Linked DNA regions of Mus musculus: region 2 is linked to region 1. Evidence: chromatin contacts called from public Hi-C data. All regions are on one chromosome and are shown on one strand. Each heading gives the region's core, a stretch centred on a gene start, on an enhancer-like site or on the middle of the called end of the contact. The rest is flanking DNA. Distances are from core to core; before and after follow the strand shown. Region 1 has its middle 24 kb from the start of Gprc5d. Region 2 has its middle 16 kb from the start of 4930425L21Rik.

The links. Hi-C and Micro-C count contacts between places; a contact is called where the count stands out from the background.
Region 2: a Hi-C map of cortical neurons shows a contact between it and region 1, with 6 times the contacts expected there. The contact joins two enhancer-like sites. A contact is called at or near these places in 3 of 484 Hi-C or Micro-C datasets (cortical neurons and embryonic stem cells) and 1 of 9 other capture datasets (embryonic stem cells).

Annotation. Positions count from the first base shown.
Region 1 is chr6:135,090,925-135,096,659 of GRCm38.p6, forward strand. No RefSeq gene overlaps it. Among named protein-coding and RNA genes, the nearest start is that of Gprc5d, 24 kb to the right of the region's middle. Within about 2 kb of position 2,392, at least 21 of the 459 cell types and tissues checked have an H3K27ac peak or open chromatin away from gene starts, as enhancers often do. A contact at or near this core is called in cortical neurons, where this site is marked.
Region 2 is chr6:135,639,849-135,645,583 of GRCm38.p6, forward strand. No RefSeq gene overlaps it. Among named protein-coding and RNA genes, the nearest start is that of 4930425L21Rik, 16 kb to the right of the region's middle. Within about 2 kb of position 3,218, at least 22 of the 459 cell types and tissues checked have an H3K27ac peak or open chromatin away from gene starts, as enhancers often do. A contact at or near this core is called in cortical neurons, where this site is marked.

The sequences.
Region 1 (5,735 bases), core at 1,142-3,641:
TAGGAAACTGACAACTGAAAGTTGTCACAAATCTTGTAGGCCTGTTTGGGATACAGAAGACTCTGCTTCCCTCCCCACCCTTACAAGAAAAACAGATGGGGCAATCTCAGCCCTTCTGAGGGAGAGGCATGACAACCAGGAGTTCAAGGCCAGCCTTGGGCCACATAGTAAAAATAAGGCCAGCCTGGGTTACACAAGATCCCTTTTCCACTCCTCACCTCCACAAAAGAAGAAACAGTTTAAAAAAATGAAGCGTTAGTAGGTGTGGTGGTGTGCACCTGTAATCCCAGTACACAGGAGATAGATACAGAACGATCAAGAGTTCAGAGTCATCTTTAGCTTCTTGGTGGGTTTAGGGTCAGCCTGGGCTACATGAGAAATTGTCTCTAAATAAATAAATGAAACTGAGGAAGAAGAAGAAGACTGGGAAGGGGAGGGGGAGGGGGAGAGGGAGACGATGCTTTAATGGGATTTGTTACCACACATGCAAGCAACCCCTCCTGCTCCCAGCTGTCTCCCTCTCTGGTCTCTTCCATGCATTGATGTACTGGTTCTGCTGGACTTGTTACAACTCAATTCAAAGCACCTCTCTGATGACTCAGGATAGCTGTGCGTGAGCTCAGAGACAATGCTTGTACCCAGCACCATCTCCCCCCCCCCCCCACCTACATAAAGCTGTGCCTCAGCCCTTCCCTCGATAAGATGGAATGACTGTAGTGTGCTGCCATCTTTCTGGGTTGCCATAATGCACGTGAATGCCCTTGGCTGGAGCTCTCAAGAGCATCCACAATGGTGGGGTCTTACCAGGACACACTTGAAGCCACAGTCTAGGTTCTGACTGACGACTGGTTAATCTGAAGTCACTGATGAGCAGAGCTGAGACCGTGGTCAGCCTTGGGCACACTAAGCAAACATGGAGTGATTGGCTCTGGATTTGACGTGCTGCTCAAAGACCTAGGAGAATGGCAGATTTATCTTCTCTCATCCTGTCAGCCTGATTTTGTTACTGAGAATCTCAGCTGCCATCTCGGACCATGAAGAAGCAAGAAAAAAAACCCATAGGAAGGGGGCTGGAGAAATGGCTCAGTGGTTAAGAACATTGGTTGATCTTCTAGAGGACTTGGGTTCGATTCCCAACACTCACACAATGGCTCACAATTATCTGTTAACTCCAGTTTCAGAGGATCCCGTAATATCTTATGGTCTCCTTGGGCACTGCATGTACCTGCTACATACATATACATGCTACATACATATACATGCTTGCTACCATATACCCCCAAATACCCTCACACGAAATAAAGTAAAAATAAATAAAAAATACCACATGGGACAGAAAATCCTGGATTCTTTTTCTATCATTGCCAAAATAGATAAATAAAATATTCCAGTAGAAGGAAGGATTATTCTAGAGTTTTTTTCCCCACAAGAAACTGAAATAGAACAAGCACATATTGATCTTAGTATGATGTCTGCAAGACAGAGGTAATGACAAAACCTAAGTCAGAGTTAAGAGTTAATAGTGGTCAGGTGTGGTGCACATTCCTTTAATCCCAGTACTAGGGTTCAAGGCTAGCCTGGCCTACAAAGAGAGTTGCAAGACAGCTAGGACTGTTTCACAGAGAAACCCTGTCTCGGGAAGAAAAATTAAACACTTAAACATTTGTGGGCCTATGAGATGGCTCAGTAGGTAAAGGTGCTTGCTGTTAAGGCTGAGGACCCAAGTTCAATCCCTGAAACCCACGTGGTGGAAGGAGAGACCCGACTCTAGCAAGCTGTCCTCTGACCTCCAAATGTGTCCACAGCACACAGGCTCAGGTGCACACACATATACAACACAAAATCAATGTGAAAAAGCATAGGGGAGGGGCTAGGTTGTCAGACATCTCTAATAGATCGCCTGTAAAGGCGTTTGACTAACGTCTTATCAATCACTCGGCCCAAAATAAAACATGTATCACATTTCCAACATGACAACAGAAGTAGAAAAAATAAAACCAGAACACTGACACATCGCAACAAAGTTAGAAGAGAGTTTAATATATGTAAATGTATTCATGGTCTCCAATGGTTACATAAACATATGTTAGAAAAACATTGGTAGACAGCAGTTTTGATGGACAAAAAAACCAACCCACTCCTAAGGGTTTTAGATGTCTTTGAGCCTGTGCTGGGACTCTGTGGCCTGGGCAGTCCTGGTACCATTAGGAAGCCTAAGCTAAGACATATGCTGGTCCCTCTGACTGGGGGTGTGCCCATTACCCTAGCCTGAATATTGACTCCATTTATCTGCATCTCATTTGCATGTGTGGGCTGTTTTTAGAATTCCAGGGTGCACAGCATGGCAGATGGGGCTGGAAACATTCGATCTGAGAGGAGAGGAGAGGATGCTGTAGGCACGTCAACGTCATCACAGACAACGCTTGGCTGCGTGCTTATTCACTGTCGGGCTCTGCTTCATGCACTTTAGTTCCATGTAAATGAATACATGGGGACGCTCTAGGCATTATTATTATTGTCACCCCCTCATATACACACTTATTTAGTGCCTGCATACTTGAAACACCAGGAGACCGAGTTATGTCCACCAAGGTGAAGCTGCCAGGCAGTGGGGCTGGCAGTCAGGGTAGGTGGGCCGTCTCAGACCTGGGATTGACAGCAGTGTGCTGACCAATAATCACTGCAGAGCAGGTGCCCAGCCGCTAGCCATTTTCAGGAGGCTAAGCCTAAGGCAGCTTCCTGTGAAGCTGAGCTTCCCTCTTGCTAGCTAGGGGTTTCCACGTTGAGTGATGCTATGTTGGGGCTGTCGTGGGGTTCTGTTTGGTAATGATGGACCAGGTAGGCTCAAAAGATCTCAGAGCTCTTAGAGTTTGCAGATCTGGCCTGTTGTGATGGCTAATAACCAACTAACAGGATCTAGGATCACCTAAGATACATTATGCAAGCCAAGCTGGCCTGAAACTTAAAGACCTCTGCCTCAATATCTTGAGTGCTGGGGTTTCAGTGTGCATACACTGCTATGGCTGGCGAAATACCATGTCACCAAACCAGGCCCCTTTTTACCTATGCCAATTATAACAAGTAATGGGATTTTCCAAAGAGAAAGTTTATTCAGGAGCTAGAGAGATGGCTCGGCCTTTAAGACCCAGAGGGCACAGGTTTGATTCCCAGCACCCACATGGAGGCTCTTAGCCACCTGGAACTCAGGTTCCAGGGAATCCAATACCTTCTTCTTGTCTCCTTGGGCACCAGGCACACATGTGATGCACATACATTCATGCAGACAAACACTCATACATATAAAATAAAATGAGTAATTTTTTAAAGGCAAATTTATTCATGAAGTGGCTGTGCATGTGAAGATAGACCTCAGGCCTAGCGACGTCATCAGGACAGGATTTGGGGGTGCTTATGTGATAAAGATGCAGCGTGAGCCAGGAACGGTGGCTCTAGATATTAGAGACAGGATCCTAGAGGCTGAGGAGGATTTCACGAGTATTAGATTAATCCTGGTGTGTGTGTGTGTGTGTGTGTGTGTGTGTGTGTGTGTGTGTGTGTGTGTGTTTGGCCTGAAGTGTGGGTGAAGGTGGTGAGGGTGAGAGGTAAAGTAGTCTTCATGGATGTGTCCAGTCTTCACAGCTCTTTCCAGAATGCATGCTCAGAACACGGCAGTATAGCTGACTGTGGAGAGGCAGACCTTTGATCCCAGCATTGGGAAGGTAGAGGAGGGTAGATCTCTTTGAGTTCAAGCTTCCCAAGTTCCAGGTCAGACAAAGCTTCATATTGAGATGCTGTCTCGAGAAGAAGGAGGAGGAGGGGGAGGAGGAGGGGGAGGAGGAGGAGGCGTGGGGGAGGAGGAGGAAGAAGGAAGAAGGAGGAGGAGGAAGGGGAGGGAAAGGGGGAGGGGAAGGAGGAGGGGGAGGGGGAAGTGTAGGGGAAGAAGAAGAAGAAGAAGAAGAAGAAGAAGAAGAAGAAGAAGAAGAAGAAGAAGAAGAAGAAGAAGAAGAAGAAGAAGAAAGGGGGAAGGAGGGGGGAGCAGCATGGTGATATTCTTGGCCCGCACTCTCTTAGCTCAAAGGGAAGAGCCAATGTTTTCAACAAAACCAGCTTTGGGATCCCTGACTGAAAGGCAACCAAGGTAACTGTCACCATCATGACTCCTGTGTCAGTGGCATCACATACAGCATAGCTGGCTTGAGACTGACATTCTACTGCTCAGCTATGTGACTGCCATGATTCAAGTCCTGATTGTTAAAGTCTGATGAAGTCAAGGGACCAACAGCAGATTCAGCTGTTTATTCAGTGTTTATCCAGATTTCCCTAGGTTGTTCACGAAGGGCTTATCTGGTTATATTATCTTTTACCTTGTGTGTGTTCAGGGGTGTGTGTGTGTGTGTGCCTATGTTCAGGTGTGTGTGTGTGTGTGTGTGCCTTTGCATACGTGTGCATGTCCATGTGGAAGCCAGAGGGCAACCTTGAGTGTTGTTCCTCAAATGTGACCCACCTTATATTTTAAAACATTTTTATTTATGTATTTGTGTGTGTGGACACGAGTGTGTCATGGGACATATGTAGAGGTCAGAGGACAGCTTGTAGAAGCCTGTTCTTTCCTTCAACCCAGTGGGCCCCAGGGATCACTCTTAGGCCATCAGACTTTGCAGCCAATGCCAATGCCTTTACCTTCTGCATCCCGCCACCTGCTGAGATTATTTTTGAGACAGGGTCTCCTATTGGCTTAGAGCTCACCCACTAGGCTGGCTGGCCAGAGCGCCCCAGGGACCCACCTACCTGCCTCTCTGGCAGTACAACTGCAATCATAGTCCACCACCACTCCTTCCTTACCCTCCTCCCAGCCCCCAGCATGGGTTGTGGGCATTGAACTCAACTGCTCATGCTTGCGTGACCAACGCTTTACTGACAGAGCCATCTCCCCAGCCTCACGGTTCTCCTTTCCTCCATTGTCACTACAAACAGTTCCTCAACTCTTCACAAGAGTGTGGACGGACGAGCTTTCCTCTGTGCTCTTGGATGTGCTCCCCCTTTACTGTTATGTGTTAGTCCACCCTCCGGCTGGAAGATGTGTTTTTCAGAAGAATTCTCCCCTTCCTGGTTTTGTGTTTTAGTCACTGTTTTTATGGCTGTGACCAAACCCCTGACACACCTCCTAAGGGAGCAAAGATCAGTAATGTTCATGGTTTTGGAGGGTCAACGAGTAGTCAGTCACCTGGCCCCGTGTACTTGGGGACATTGTGTTGACAGGAGCGTGTGGCACAGAACCTTCTTCACCTTAGAGAGGAAGCAGAGAGAACAGGGAGCAAGGACCCTCGACCAAGAGACTCCCAAGCATTCACCTCAGGGACATACTTCTTTCAGCGAGGCCCCACCTCCTGAAGTCCCCAGATCCTCTCAAAAGGGTGAAAAGGGTGCCACTACCTGCATATGGCCGCTGTACCCCCCCCCCCCCGCAGGAGCCTATAGGTTAGAGCTTTTGCTGGGATGGATTTAATATTATGTCACTGTGGGTGTGGTGATGAAATGGGACTCGTTTGCAAAGGCCCTTGAATATTATGAAAACCAGGAGCATAGATACAGTCAATAGCCAATACTCATCATTCGCCTGCATCCGTGTTCCTCTGTGGATCCCTGGCTGTCTTGGAACTCGCTCTGTAAACCAGGGGAACCTTGAACTCCAGAGATCTGCCTGCCTCTGCCTCTGCCTCTTGAGTGCTGTGATT
Region 2 (5,735 bases), core at 1,968-4,467, 550 kb after region 1:
GCTATCATTTTACCTTTCCACTTTATCCTCTGATGAAATAGCCATTCACCTGCTTTCTGGTCACATCCTGTGATGATTTTTAATCGCTTCCCCCCTCCCCAGGTGCTTTGATCTGTTGGCTTTACCTCAAAGTCATGACACATTGCCCCGGAGGAAATCTAGGTGCTACCCAGTGAGGCCAGAGGTCAAAGGTCCATTTCCCGAATCTGAGATATTGTACTCCAGGGATAGATGCCTGCAGCTCAGGCTCTCTAGCTGAGCCTCAGATGCTGGTGAACACAGAGACCAGAGAATGAAAGTGTGGGAAGCCTGGGCATGAGAGGAAAAGGAAGGTCATTTCTCCTCGATAAATCTCTGTAACACTGGACCCTGGATCGGCTCATTGGTGTTGAGTTTTATAGCTAACACTTAAAGCTATAAAAAGGTTTTACTTTTGAAACTCCCGTGAGACAAATGCATTTTTTTTTTCTATTAAGAGGCTGAGTTTTCTAGTCCTCAGCCATCGAAATTATTGTCCTTTTGAGGCACCATTCGGACACAAATTGTCTTAGACACACAAAATATAAGTCAAGGATCTTTACTTGACAGAGCCCAATCCTTGAATGATCCTTGGTTGTAGAATCTGTGGCTATGGAGCCCACAGGCATGAAAGACAGCTATGTCATCCAACAGTGGCACACATCTCTAACTGCATTCTGTCTTCACTGTTATCATCTGGAAAGTTGTTTCTGAACACATGATCAGGATCCTTTTGCTAACCCGAATTTAAGAAAACTATAACATAATGTGATGGTTTGTATATGCTCGGCCCAGGGAGTGGCCCTGTTGGAGTAGGCATGTCACTGTGGGTATGGGCTTTAAGACCCTCATCCTAGCTGTCTGGAAGTCAGTATTCTGCTAGCAGCCTTCAAATGAAGATGTAGAACTCTCAGCTCATCCTGTGCCATGCCTGCCTGGAAGCTACCATACTCCCACCTTGATGATAATGGACTGAGCCTCTGATTTTGTAGGCCAGCCCCAATGAAATTTTGTCCTTATAAGAGTTGTGCCATGGTTATGGTGTCTGTTCACAGAAAAAAGAAAAAAAAAAAAAGAAAAAATTAACTAAGATATACGTCATACCAAACTGGTCAGAGATCTAGGGTAAAACCTAACACTATATGGTCTAAAAATAAGTATAAATAGAATCATTTTTAATGGTATTCCACTGTACTCAGAGAATACTGTCTTATCCAGTCATCATCAGAGAGGTTTCTCCAGCAGCAGATGAGAACAGATGCAGAAAGCCACATCCAGACACTACAGGGAGAGAGAGACTAAAAGGGAGGTCTCCAACAAAACCCTCCCCTCATAGTCCAGGGAATGTCACAGAAGAGGAGACTGAAAGATTGTAAGAGACAGAGGAGATAGAGAACACCAGGAGAAACACATCTCTCTGAATCAACTATGCAAGGTTCAAATGAACTCACAGAGGCTGAAGCAGTGAGCATAGGGCCTACATTGTTCTGTACCAGATCGTGTGTGTGTGTGTGTGTGTGTGTGTGTGTGTGTGTGTGTGTGCACTCAAGTGTGTGTGTGTGTATTAGCTACTAGCTTAGTATTTTTATGGGATTCCTGACTGTGAGAATGAGTGGGTCTCTGACTCTTGTGCCTGCTCTTGGGACCCTACTCCTCCCATTGGGTTGCTGGGTCCAACTTTGATATGATAGTTTTGCTTCATCTTAGTTTATTGTGTCATATTTGGTTGTTATCTCTTAGAAGCCTGTTCTCTTCTAATGAGAGGCAGGAAAGGAGTGGATATGAAGGGAAGGGGTGGTTGCAAGGGGAGATGGGACGGGAGGGAAGATCTTAGAGGAGTAGAAGGAGGGGAAACTATAATCAGAATATATTGCGTGAGAAAAGAATCTATTTTCAGTAAAAGAAAAAAGAAAGAAAGAAAACAGTGACATTGCTGGCACAAATGACTTCAGTATTTTGAATTACTGGATGACGAATCAGAGTAAAGAACAAACTAAGACTTAAATGTAACCAATCAGAAACCACCAACTAATATTACCTGGACTTTCCAACAGATCATACCACCCTGCCTCCTTTTAGTTAATCTTATTATGGTTTTACTTTCCAGTACCAGGGATTGAACCTACACCCTTGCATATATGTTAGGCAAAGGTTGTACCACTGAGCTACATTCTTAGCCCATTTTCTCATTTTCACTTAGAGATAAGATCTCCCTAAATTTCCAAGGCTTGTCTTTGAGCTCACTACATAGCCCATCCATGCCTTGAACTTGTTACCTTCCCTCCACTGTCTCCCAGGTAGGTAGACTCACAGGTCTTTACTGTCAAGCAGTGGTTCAAGGGTCAGCCCTGAAAAACCAACTGATTTCTCTGCTAAAGTAGAGCTCTGAGAACATCATCTGGCTTGATCACTTGTGATGACACACTCTTATTCCTGAACGCTCTGCTCTGCCTATTTGTATTTCTTCTCTCTGTGTGACATAATGCTCTTGTGCCAGCTGCTCAGATAAATCCTTCACTGTTCCCTGGTCCTGCTGAAGTTTTGCATCTCTTTGAGATCATCAGTTGATAGCTTCTTAAAAGCAAAAGGTTTCTGACAATCCCACAGCCCATTATGAATAGATTCTGGGCCCTGCCAAGGACTATGGAATTGAATGATCTTGCATGTGGAAAATCCTAACCTGGCTTAATGCACCAGGAATACCAGGGGATAGGAAGAGTTCAGATGAGGGAGGGTGAGGGTCTGTCTGGTGTACATGTGTAATTTTAGATTCCCATCTCTCATTTTTGTCCTTCATTCAGCATCCTGGCTTAAATCTGAATCTAGAAATGGGGGGTTGGTTCAGGGATTTGTGAACCCAACCAAAGCCAGCTGAATGGTTCATGAGATCTGAATCAGCCGGAAGCAACTGTTCCCATCCCCAGAACCCATGTCTCAGTTCCACCTGGCATCACCAATTATCTGTTCCTCTGACATAGGGTGGATTTTTCCCCCTTCTTCTTCATTCCCTCGAAATAGAACTATAATTAAATCCAAAATTATACTGGAGACTCTATCGTCACAGCAAAAGCAGAACACAATGTCTGCAGACAAAAACAGTCTTTCAATAAAAATTAATTATGTGCAGCTCATGTCCCAGTCTGATGGTGGTGCGAGGAATGCATATGGAGGCGTGAGGAGGAGCTCAGCTGGGGAGCACTGCCCAGAGTGGCTCCCTCCTCCTAATGCTCCCTGTGCAAAGCATAGTCCTCATCTCCATTCAAGCCACACACATACATACACACACTTTATAGCAACTGCTGATGAATGCTTTATTCTCATCCTTCATGGTCTGAGAAGTTGTAGTCAGCCACATAGGGGAGATAAGAGGGGAAGGAGAGAAGTTAGAAGAAAAAAAAAGTAGCCTGTTGTTCTCATTTAATTTTTAATTTTCAGAGGAAATATTCTCACAGTTAGGAACATAAGAATTCTGCTGGCACCATGTGCAGCATGCTTCCTGCCACAGGGAGTATGTAGGCGAATTGAACTCTGGGGAGAGATGATGGAGCCTGGAGCTCCTGTCCATCATAATACCCATGAGACAGAACCTGTCTCTTAGGACCTGGCTCTTCCTAAAATCCAGAGTCTGGGCCCCAGTACAATGTAGTCAGCCAACATTTCTAAAAGTAAACACAAGTCTTTGTAAAAGTACAGTGAAAACCAGATAGAGGAGGAGAAGCAGGGTGGGAGCACCTCACCTTAGAAACCACAAAGTAAAGGGGAAAGAACATATACAAACCTGCTGGGGCTAGCCTCAGCTGTTCTTCTTTCTTGTTGGTTCTTCTTGAGGCAGCAGAGGGGGAAGAACATTGGCAGGGGCATGGGGGGAGGGGGTAAGACTTGGCCTTACAAGATGAGATATTTAGGGTTGCTGGTTAATAATAATAATACATCTATCTAAAGTCTAAGTTACTTTGCTTCAGTAGCTGGCCTGCCTTCTAAGTTCCCCAGCACCTCATCTTAAAAGAGCAGGAGATTAAGTAAAGCAGCCTTTGTTTCTATCTCCACAGGAACTGTGAGGCTCTACCCTGCTAGTTGAAGTTGCAGGAAGAAAAAGGGACACTTTGAAAAGTGATTTCAGTCTTTATTTATACATTCTAAAGAATTTTCTATAAAAATTCTCTAAGGGAAAAAAAAAAAGAAGGGAGGAAGGGGATTGTCTCCCTCTTTGTCCTCAGCACTTATACATGTTTCAGAATACATGATCACATGGTAAAAAGTGCATCACAAGTTTACACATAAATTCAAATCGTAAATCGGATAAGAAGTTCACAACAGAGAATGTTTACATGCATATCCATTAGGAGTAATTATCTGGCTAAACATTCATCATCTGTCACTAGCTCTACAGGTTCATGGAGAGTTAAAAATCCATACCTTTTGGGGCTAAGTTATTAGTGAAGTTTTGTGTATATATAAACCCAGTCAATATCTTATCTTCTGTCCTTGTACCTATAGCAACTCCTTAGTTCCCAATTATGACCTTTGGTTAATGGTTTTAGAACCTCTTGGAATGTATTCTAAGTTGCAGATGCCTGCCTGATATCTCAAAAGCTTTTAAGTCATGATACTTGAAGATTGGCAGAGTTCTCACTGCAGTTTTGATTATCAGAGAGGACTTAATATCAGTCCTATTATAAAGGAGCTTAATAATTACTAATATAATTTTAGGGATTCTTATAGGATCATCATGAAGAATTAGAAAATCATCTCTTTGTCTATATAGCATCATTACAAGACTGTACTTCTTTGTTGTTCTGCAGAAATCTGCTCAAAAGGGTGGGCTAATACCTAATGATTGTTGTATATATTTGATAATAATAGGAAAAGCATATTAGTAGCAGGAATCTTTCCTAAAATTAAATTCTCCTGGGCCTTGCCTGCAGAAGCAAATCTGTCAGTAACTGTACAGTCCATGGTGGAACCATCTCAGAAAGATCACTAGTTTTTAAGCATCTCCTTGATAACTCCTGGCACAAACTGAAGGGATATGAGATGGAGGTAGATATGTGTTAACTTCCCATTGTCTGATACATACCTGAAATACACAATTGAAAAGGTAAAAGATTTAGTTTGCCTCATGGATGCAGAGGCCTCAGTCCACAGCCCTTTAGTTCTGTTGCTGTGGGCTTGTGGTAAAGATAATTTTGGCAGAAAGGACATAATGAAATAGAGATGTTCACCTATTGAAGGCCAGAAGCACATAGAGAAATAGGAAAGGGCCAGGATAACATAATCCTTCAGTGCACTGTTGGGGGTCTGCTTGGTTCAAATACAACTCAAACACCAAGTCAATGCAGTACAGAAGTTTATTGTAATCAAGCAGCTACTGATCTATCAGGGACACAAAACAAACTCAGCTGAAATACAACCCTGAGTCAGAATACTGTAGAGCTTCTAAGCACAAAAATCACAAAAGGTTCTGTCTTAGTCAGGGTTTCTATTCCTGCACAAACATCATGAGCAAGAAACAAGTTGGGGAGGAAAGGGTTTATTCAGCTTACACTTCCACACTGCTGTTCATCACCAAAGGAAGTCAGGATTGGACCTCAAGCAGGGCAAGAAGCAGGAGCTGATACAGAGGTCATGGAGGGATGTTCCTTACTGGCTTGCTTCCCCTGGCTTGCTCAGCCTGCTCTCTTATAGAACCAAGACTACCAGCTCAGAGATGGTCCCAC